3 separate regions of the Mus musculus genome follow, and all the other regions are linked to region 3. The links are chromatin contacts, called in public promoter capture Hi-C maps. All regions are on one chromosome and are shown on one strand. Each heading gives the region's core, a stretch centred on a gene start, on an enhancer-like site or on the middle of the called end of the contact. The rest is flanking DNA. Distances are from core to core; before and after follow the strand shown.

What was found. Promoter capture Hi-C pulls out the DNA fragments that hold promoters and counts their contacts. Capture Hi-C pulls out chosen DNA fragments and counts their contacts.
Region 1: a promoter capture Hi-C map of pancreatic islet shows a contact between it and region 3. The contact joins the promoter of Nfe2 here to the promoter of Itga5 in region 3. A contact is called at or near these places in 1 of 39 promoter capture datasets (3T3-L1-derived adipocytes), 3 of 115 datasets of contacts at active chromatin or transcription factors (embryonic stem cells and hepatocytes) and 3 of 9 other capture datasets (adipose tissue, liver and pancreatic islet).
Region 2: a promoter capture Hi-C map of macrophages shows a contact between it and region 3, with 6 read pairs. The contact joins the enhancer-like site here to the promoter of Itga5 in region 3. A contact is called at or near these places in 4 of 39 promoter capture datasets (the HPC-7 cell line, HPC-7-derived erythroid cells, hippocampal neurons and 2 more), 1 of 15 datasets of contacts at CTCF or cohesin (the NIH/3T3 cell line), 7 of 484 Hi-C or Micro-C datasets (the 63-12 cell line, the HPC-5 cell line, bone marrow-derived macrophages and 3 more), 6 of 115 datasets of contacts at active chromatin or transcription factors (bone marrow-derived dendritic cells, bone marrow-derived macrophages, embryonic stem cells and 3 more) and 5 of 9 other capture datasets (adipose tissue, bone marrow-derived macrophages, liver and 2 more).

Annotation. Positions count from the first base shown.
Region 1 is chr15:103,254,110-103,257,030 of GRCm38.p6, forward strand. It overlaps Nfe2 (nuclear factor, erythroid derived 2), which reads right to left and starts at 1,330. Exons shown (of 3, transcript NM_008685.3): 1 at 1,041-1,330.
Region 2 is chr15:103,475,965-103,479,101 of GRCm38.p6, forward strand. Nckap1l (NCK associated protein 1 like) reads left to right here. Exons shown (of 31, transcript NM_153505.4): 18 at 14-133; 19 at 2,314-2,459; 20 at 2,760-2,891. Among named protein-coding and RNA genes, the nearest start is that of Nckap1l, 24 kb to the left of the region's middle. Within about 2 kb of position 1,422, at least 14 of the 459 cell types and tissues checked have an H3K27ac peak or open chromatin away from gene starts, as enhancers often do. A contact at or near this core is called in the NIH/3T3 cell line, bone marrow-derived dendritic cells, bone marrow-derived macrophages and 1 more, where this site is marked.
Region 3 is chr15:103,365,297-103,368,641 of GRCm38.p6, forward strand. It overlaps Itga5 (integrin alpha 5 (fibronectin receptor alpha)), which reads right to left and starts at 1,495. Exons shown (of 30, transcript NM_010577.4): 1 at 1,004-1,495. The coding sequence starts at 1,230.

The sequences.
Region 1 (2,921 bases), core at 80-2,579, 110 kb before region 3:
CTAGCCTAAGACTTTGAACTTCTTTGACAGGGAGCTTGCTTCAGGGTACTGTATTGAGGCTTATTAGGTTACCCCACCTCTCTTGGTGTCAACACAGACAAAGGAAGGATTAGAGAGATATGAGTAAAACTTGGTGTGTAAATTAGCAGGTAAGCAACCTTGTTACAAAGATTACGGAGAATTTCTCAAAAGGGAGAGGCACGCAGAGGCAAAATAGAGAAGAAGTCAATAGAACGAAGAGGGAAGATTTGAACCACGAAGGCTTAGTCCCCTGGGAATATATATATATATATATCAACATGATGCTTGGAAACAAGGAAAAGGGAATGAATTTCTGCTCTCCAGTGACTCTATCCCTAGAACTCTGGCTCATTGGAAGCAATAAGTAGAGGCTGCAGTCCGCAGATCTGGTGGCTCTCTTTTCTCCCATAGCATCTCAACCTCCTGCTACTAGCAGCCAAGAGTTTCCATAGAAGCATCTACACTGAGATTGAATGCCCTCCTCTTTTCAGGTCCAGCTTAGGACTGTACAGGAGGAGAGGCAACGGGGAACCACTCAGCCAACCCCCCCACCTTGCTGTAACAAGGTTTTTCAGAAGTTCAGACATCCCATATTTATGGTCCCTTCGCTTCCCCCAAATCTCAGATGGTCGGGGCTACAGAATACCATGGGGAAGGGTACAAGGTGGCACCATATTACTGGAGCCTACTAGCTCCCCCAGTCAGCAGGCCAGTTGAAGGGTTCCTCCTGTTCACTCCCCTGCTCCTCCAGGGTGCTATTTAGTAAAGCATTGTGTAGCCCCCCCACCTACAACCTCCCACCCCAGCCACCCCAAGGGTCCTAGAACAGCCAGGAAGTCATCTAAAAGTATCTCCAAGTAGTATTATTACTCCTAATGTATCAGTTTCCTACACCAGGTATAGTCTAGGAAGATGTCTTAGAAACATCCAGACAGAAACTTAGGTATTCCTCCCTGTACCTCCTCCACCTGCCCAGCCTGACCTCCCCAGAGCCCACTGAGGCGTCCCTTCAGACTCGCCTTTCAGGCACCTGTGGCGGATTCCAAGCCCGGCGAGGAGAGAGATGAGGCTGCGGGTAGTGTCCCTGAGAGGCTGGGTCAGAGCTGACACCTCCTGGGCGCTGAGCGCTGCCTCTGAGTACTACTGAGGGCCGAGCCCCGCCCCCGGGCCATGGCTGGGCGCGGAGCACCGGTTGGCCCCGGTAGAAGCGGGCGCACCGGCGGTCTCTCCGAAGCCCTCGGTCGGAGTTACCAGTGCTTCCTCCAACCCTTCCCTTTCCCCGTGGCCCTCTTCTCCTCCTGCCCCTTCTGGCCAAGAGAGGAAACTTGAGCCCGGTGTGGTTTCTGCTGCACCCCGCCCCCGCCTCTCTGTGGCAGCGGGGGCACCCGGGGCTCACAGGCTTCAGACCCTCTCCAGCTGGTCCAGGACAGTTCATTCCCTGTTTGTTCGGGCTGACTTCACAGTCGATGGTCCACTCACAAGAGACTCCTAAGCTTAAATAAACATGGCCCGCAGCCTCCTCTTTCTTTCAGGTGGTGTCTCCTAAAGACCGACAGGGAAACTAAGTCATAACAAGGCAAAAGGCAGCAGGCAGTAAGAACCAGGTATCTGAGTCCAATTTGCTTAGGGCAACAACCTTCACTTCTAGAAAGCCTGGGCTCTAAGGGAACTATTTTGGGGATGAGAGGCTGCTAGCTGCTTAGAGGTATCCTTTAATGAGTTACCCCGCCAACCCCTGCCTCAGATGCTCTAGGACAAAGGATTCTTTTTTGTCCTATTTATTTATTTATTTATTTATTTGTTTGTTTATTTATTTATTTATTGCCAGTGTGTGTGGGGTGAGGGTCCTTAGGTGGGAGACTGTCCTGTTGGTTAATAATTAGTCTCCCTAAAAGGGATCTTTTTTTCTTGCAGGCCAGGCTACATATGTACATCAGATTCATCTCCTAGTACACAACAGCTCTGTATCAGACAACTGTGCTCTCCCAGAAGTCTCTCATCTGCTTTCCCTGTGCTGGAATTATAGGAGTGCTCACTGTGTCTGCTTCAGTAACTTTCAGACCAAAGGAACATGTCTTTTTGGTCTATCTAACTTCGGTTCTGATTGATACGGCTTACACCACTTTTTCTCTATTGTTTTTCTCACTGATATTCAAGTTAATTTGGAAACATTTTTAGACCAGAAGCAAAGCTGGGTATTTGACAAAAGACCTAGAACCCCTGTATTCAAGAGCTAGAGGAAAGGTGAGTTCAAGGTCAACATTGGCTACGTGGTGAGTTTGAGGCCAGCCTGATGTGCATGGGACCCTGTCTCTGAAAAACAAACTAATAAGATAGGCAGAAAAGCAGGTGAGTCCTACCCCAAGGTAGAGGTGTCATTCTGCTAACGCTTTGGATAGGATTGTGCTTTCTGTTAGAATAGTGGGACTATATTGGCCTGAAGCATGAACAACAGCTGCTGGGAGCCTTCCAACTGTTCGATCACAAAAGTGTCTTCTTTGACCACTCTAGTTCTCCCCACTATCTTCCACAACCTGGCAACATAGTCAAGCAAGTAATGACTTAGTGTGTTGATACCACAAGGAACCTCCCATCAAGCTAACATCTCTGAGATTTCCCACACTCAGCTAGACCTAAGGCTGAGTACTTCCCATTCCAACCTGATCACACACACCTGTATAGTTTATGCGGGTCAGGAGGCAATCCAATGACTTTACTGCATGCTGGATGTGGGCTTGGGGCCTAGTGTGAGACTGAATCTAGGTCACATACATGCCCTTGCATACTTATTAGGGTCCTCATAGGAGATAAGAGATAGTAACAGTCACACATGCAGTTGTTTGTATAATATCAGATTACAGATAATTCATGAACAGGGTGTATGGCATTTCAGATATATC
Region 2 (3,137 bases), core at 172-2,671, 110 kb after region 3:
GTCCTCTCCATAGTACCCTCACCTGAAGAACCATGGTCTTCACCACTGCAACTCCTTCCTGGAAGATCTGGCCAAGCAGACCAGCAACTGTGTGCTTGAGATATGTGCGGAACAGCGGAACCTGAATGAACAGGTATCCCCTCATCCTGGTTCAGTCTCCTTTCTTACCTTCAGTGCCTTTTCCTCGGGCCACTCTTGTTTCTCTCTCACAGGTCAGATAGATTCTCCATTTCTTGAGTAGGGCTAGGGCTTTTGTGAACTTGGTTTAGGCTAGAATTCCTCTATCAGTATAGTCACTTCAAATAATCTCTTGGGATTAGAATCACAACACATAACCTTTTGACATTGTGACCTGAGGTAGTCTTCTACAAAGTTCATACTGGAGAACTCCACAACTGAGTTACAAAATGGGGCGCGCACACATACACACACACACCCACACACCACACCACACACATGTCTTAATGTTTGTGATTTTGTTTTATCCTTGGTTGCACATGATCTGTTGTGGTAGGTTGGATACACTCAGTGGATAGAAATACCTGAAAACACTTTTACTTGAGCAGATAAACTCCATTAAAATCTGTGCTCCATTTGGAGAGTTTTGGGAGATGAACTTTGTCTTCTTTGCATGGTGCTCACATACTTTCAACAATGGTCCCAGGTCTCTATCTTGTCTAGTTTTTCTGTTTATCAGCATCCCAGTCTACAACTAACTGAACTTTTCAAGCACTCTAGTGCTAGTTACTTTCTTGTCTTCTGGGTTGTTGGATTTTTATTTTTTTTATTTTATTTTTGTCTTTCTCCCTTTACTGACTCATAGCACCTGGTCATGATTAGATCAGCCTACATTTCAGAAAATCAGGAATAAGAAGTTAGTTTTGTTTTTGTCTATGGAGCCTTGAATTTCCCAGACTACCCACCCTTCCTGGATTTGAGTCAGAATAGTAGCAACTTTTGTAGGAGAGGAAGTAAGCTATGAGTGTGTGTGTCTGTACATGTGTAATATGTCTAACTTTGTGAGTACAGATAAACAGTTATTGTATCATGCAGCTTTTTCATTTTCTTATGTGTCAAGTAAGGATGAATAACATTTTTCACAGAGTTGCAATGAGGATTAAATGAAATAGAGTACACTAAATATTTTGTATATACAGTAGCCAATAAATGTTAGCACTTGTATTGTGTGAAGCTTGATGGACACTAATCTCTTAGGCTAATAGTTTGGAGTGAAGATCAAGAAGGAAGGTACATGATCTCTGTCTTTGGGAATGTCCCAGTGTAGGTAAGGGAAATACAAATACGTGATTAAAAGAATGTAAGTAATTGATGCACAGAAGATACACAAGTGAGGATACTTACAGTTGTATTCATCATACTCTACAAATATCTACTACATGTATAGTAGGCAGGCTTACTCAGTGCTGTGTCAGGAATGACTAAGCCTTGGTGAATAATTATTTGTGCACAGAACTGTTGTAAGCAAGTGAGTATTGGCCCTTCAGAGTTAACATTTTGAGTAAATAATTATTGATGCTATTACTATTAAGGTTATATATTTGGATACTGGTTTTTTAACCAACCACAAATACTTTTGTATTAAAGTATCTTTGTCTACCATGGTGGATTTTATTTTATTTTTTGAATTTTTTGAATCTACTGAGTTTGTATTTAAGAATAGGAAGTGTGATTACAAAATGAATTTTCCTGCGTGGCTCATCCAAAGTGATTCCCTAAGGCAATTTGAGTATCAAGTGATAGTTTGTATTTTCTGTAGGGCTACACAGAGAAAGGAGAAATGGAGGATTGATGTTTGAGCTAGCTAGCAAAAAATATACATATACACATATTTAAGAAAAAGAAGAAACAAGGAAAGGATACTGAACATGTAAACTTTGAGAACTGGGAGAGCCATGATAGATAGACTGGGCAGTAGACAGAACAATAAGGGGTATAGCTGGTGAGATGATAGGTTTATCTAGCAAAAAGTATTGTTTCCCCACTTTGGGACCCTACAAAATAAGGTAAGTGGAGTTTTGGCTCTGACTGTTTTCCCTTAAATTTTTCTGTTAGGAAAGACCTCAGATGTGGGTAGGGGAGCAGTGCTTTCATCCTTGAGAGACACTGGCATCTCAGGGTTTGAGGATGTACACAGGGAAATATTTATGAACACACAGGAAGAGGCGAACACATTCTAAAAAACTCCCCACTAGAGAAAGAGAAGCTAGGTGGGTGGGGAAAGGAGCAGATGACGATGATTCTCAGCTGTTAGCAATGACTTTTGCTTATTTCCCCACCATGTCTGTTTCAAAGCTTCTACCTAAGCACTGTGCCACCACCATCAGCAAAGCCAAGAATAAGAAGTCCATGAAGCAGAGGCAGGCTCCCAGGAAAGGAGAGCCTGAGAGGGACAAGCCAGGAGCAGAGAGTCATCGGAAGAACCGCAGCCTTGTCACTAAGTGAGGGTCTGGCTCCTGAGGGCCAAATGGCGCTGTATTAACGGAGGGAGAAAAGGGAAAGAAGGAATGTGATTGGGTGTGTGTGGGGTGGAAGTAGGGGAGGTGGTGTGAGTTGATAGATAAAAAAAAGCACCCAGGTGAGTTTCCTACTTTGCTTTTGAAGAACATTAGTGTGTACCATTCTAGGCTGAGTGTTTCTCAAGAGTGGCAGAGCTCCAAACACAGCCTGGTATTTCCTTCCCAGAAGCCAATGGACAGCACCAGACCAGCACCATAATCAAATTCTCTTTTTCCTTTCAGCATGGACAAACTACATCTAAACTTGACTGAATTGGCACTGGCAATGAATCATGTGCACAGTTTCTCTGTGTTTGAACACACCATCTTCCCATCTGAGTATCTCAGCAGTCACCTGGAGGCCAGGCTTAACAGGTAGCATTCTCTGGCCCATGTTTGTATTCTGTGGCAGTCTTCAGTATGGCTCTGTTAGATCCATCCTGGTGGTCATGTCACAGGCTAGATAGAGACTCTGATACAGTCTGGTTCCTCTGTGGGAAAGAAAAAAAAGAGCCCTACTTCTGTAGATTTTGGTGAGCAGCTGGTCTATCCCCCTTGTTTAGTAGAGTGAGCAGAGAGGTCAGCAGTTGGGACATAAAGGCTAGAATGTCAGGGGCTTTT
Region 3 (3,345 bases), core at 245-2,744:
GTTTCAATGTGGCCTCTAATTTTCCCAAGCCTCTGGGCACCAGTCTAGGTCTGCTTACTACCCGGAAATAAGGATTCTCCATAGAGATTTTCAGGAACCTTCGTTCTGATGCTCTTGGGCCCAGAGAGCCTATATCTTTCTCAGCTTCCGACCCTAGTCCCAGAAGTCTGAGTTCTACTACAGCCGACAAGCTACAGGAAATCAGCTTTTCTCTTCCTCCCAAGAGCTAGAGCAAGAGGGAAACCGCCCACCCCCCTTCAGGCGCGCGCACTCACACCCCTCCCGACACATCCGTGCACCGCCCTGGATTGATCCGGCCACTAGCCCTAGTACCCCCAGTGCCAGGGTTCTGGGATTCTCCCCAAGTTCTTGGATCTCTTCGCCTGAAGAGACTGGGGGTGGGAGGCAATTCAGGAGAATGAGGAGAAAGGGGAGGGAGCCTTCGTCTTCCTCCCGGGTCTTTCCCGAGTCTGAGTTGATGGGGGAGGGGAGGATGAGACTGGCCCCCACATAACCTTCCGACCCTCTCAGTCTGTCTTTCCTCTTACGGCACACGCTTACCCAGCTCCAACCCTCTCAATAGCCCCACCGAGGATCTCGAGGTTCTTCCACTGCCTCCTAAGGCCCTGCCCGGCCTCCGCACCCCCCTCGACTCCCACCCGCCACAGGTCTCCCGCAGCCCACAGATCGCCAGAGACCCTAAGCTTTCTGCGCCCTCTCCTCCCGGTTGGCCCTTAGACCCTGCCTGTACTTCTCCAGCTTCTAGATTCGGGTCCTCTCCTCATGCCACACAAGTTTCGACACCGATCTCACACTCCACGTCGGCCACGGTCCCTCCCTGCTGCAGCGCGGGCCCCCAATTCTAGCTTGGGCCCCCAACTCAAGTCTTGGTCTTTCCAAACTCCGCCCTCCAACTCAAGTCCTGGTCGCTTCCAGTCCTCGGCGCGCCCCCAGTTTCCAGGTGGCCCCCTGCCCGCTTCCCGCCGCCAACCTCGCCACTCACCCGTCCCTTCCCGGCCGGTAAAACTCCACGGAGAAGCCAAAAAGGGAGCCGGGGGGCCCGGAGAGCACCGCCGGGGCCTCCGCGTCTAGGTTGAAGCCCCCAACCTGGAGTGGTGGCGGCCACAGTAGCAGCAGCAGAGGCAGCAGCGGCGGTAGGCGTCGGGGCCCCCAGCGCAGCAGCACCGCGTGGAGAGGAGATCGAGGCGACCGTGGCGTCCAGCTCCCCATAGTGCCCGCTCTTCCCTGTCCTGGGGCCACCGACCCGGAGCCGCTTCCTAAACCTCCCAGAGGCGAATGACTCAACGCGGGGAGGAGTTTGCCAAACTCCCGGCTGGGCCCTCCCCCCGGCCGCCGGGCCGGCTGGCGGGGGGGCATTCCTGGGTCCCGGGGACGCCGAGGCCGCGCCCCGCACCCGAAGGGGCGTGGGGGGCCGCACCTCTGAACCCTGGCTCCGGCCCCAGCTGGAGGCCGGTGGTCTGGCCTGGCTCAGACTGGGCGGGCTTGGGTTCTTCGCCCTCCTCTCCGCTTCCCCCTCCTCCCTCCCCCTCCTTTCCAGATGTACAACGTAAACGCTCGGAAAAGTAGTCGGAAAAGGGAGCAGAAAATTTCCTAATGAGGAAAGGAATCACCTCTGGGGGGCGGAGGGAGCCTGAATATTGTGTGTGTGTGTCTCCCTCATTTCTTCAGGAAAAAAACTTTGGGGTCGAGAGACAGGGGACTCCTCTGGCGTCCGGCCAACAGGGATTCCCCTTGCCTTCCGGGGCCACTGGGTGCCTGGGTTCTGGCCAGCTAGATTGGGACTCTGCAGCCCAGTCACTGAACGCTCCCCAGACAGCCTCCTGGGGTAGCTTCGTTGGCCTCGGGAATTCCGCGGCTGCCCCTCCCCAAGCTGATAGAGTGGAAAGCATAGGACTTTTGGGGTCTCTGACACAGGAGCATTGGGCTTTATTTGCTAACGTTGGGTTTGGAAGTCTCTGTTCTGGCCCTTTCTTGGATTTGATACCTGACCAAGTGGCCAACCTCTCAATTCAGTTCCTTCATCAGATTGCCTGATTTCCTGGATAAGCCCCAGAAAGATAAGTGATGGGTAGCAGTTGTGATGGTGGTGGTGGGGAGTCTTCAAAGGGAACCAACTTTCAGCTTCTGTTGGCCATCTGAAACCCAAGACACTTGCATTATTTGTGTAAGTAGAGGAAGGGGTGGTAGTAAGTGAAGGTACCTTGTTAGCCCCTAGCTCAGGCTGTGTGTGATGAGATCACCTTTCAGGATTCTGGTCTTTATCTTAGTCTGGGGGGAGGGGAGAGAGGCCTACAGTCTCCCCTAATCCCCTTTGCTTTCTACTCCCTTCTCAGCCTTTTTCCTCCAGGACTTCTCCCCTTTCAGAATAAGGCCCACAGAGTAAAATCCTGCCCTCTTCTTGCCCTTCTCTTTTGACCCGTTGTGGCCTGAGGGGATGCTGAATAAAAATCCCAGAGTCATTTTTTTTTTTTTCCTGCTGCATGCTTCCTCTCATCTGTTACTCTTACTCTGCTTTCTGTCCTCAGTCACCCAGCTAGATCTTCAAAAGCAGATCTCCAGGGCCAATTGCAGCCCCAGAGAGAGGCCAGCTGAACAGACTACAGCCTAACCCTGGCTCCATTCCACTTTCACATCTGCAGGTCCTGACCCTTCGTCAGGTGGGAAACATAAGGAATCTGTGGGTCAGGATCTGAGGCAAGCAGTACCCAAAGTCAACCTCTGGTGTGATTGGCCAGGGGGGGAACCCAGGTGAAGAGGAGAATGGACTTTTATTTACTGTTTATAGACATTCATGTGAGGCTTGGGTCCCACATGTGTGAATCCAGCCCTCTCCTTTCTCAGCCCAGACTTTTAGATTTTTTTCCCAGGATTTAGGAGCTGGGGAGGAAGGGGGGAGGTATACAGCTAGGGAGGTGTGTGACTCAGATCCTCCCAGGAGCCTTGGTGGGGGACAGGGGACATAGTGTCCTGCCTTGGTCCTCCTCCTCCTCAATCCCCCAACATTGGCCAACTCAAACAGGCACCCTCCCTGTCCATTCCTCGCTCCTGTTTACGCAGGAGCCCCTTAGTCATTCTCTGGCTAGCTGTTCCACTCTCCCCAATATCCCTCCTCTCTTGGCTCTCTCTGCCCTTATAAGTCCTCACCCAGTGGCCCTGACACCTCTAGCTTTCTCACTTGCCTTCCTTGCCTTTGCCTAGCCTCCCTTTGCTCTGCTTCTTGTTGAGTCTGAACTGGAATTTCTTCCTGCTTGGAGGGACTTCAGCATAACCCTCCAGGCCAGTAAGAGAAAGATCCCCAGAGGGTGTCCATTTAATCTTTCTTTA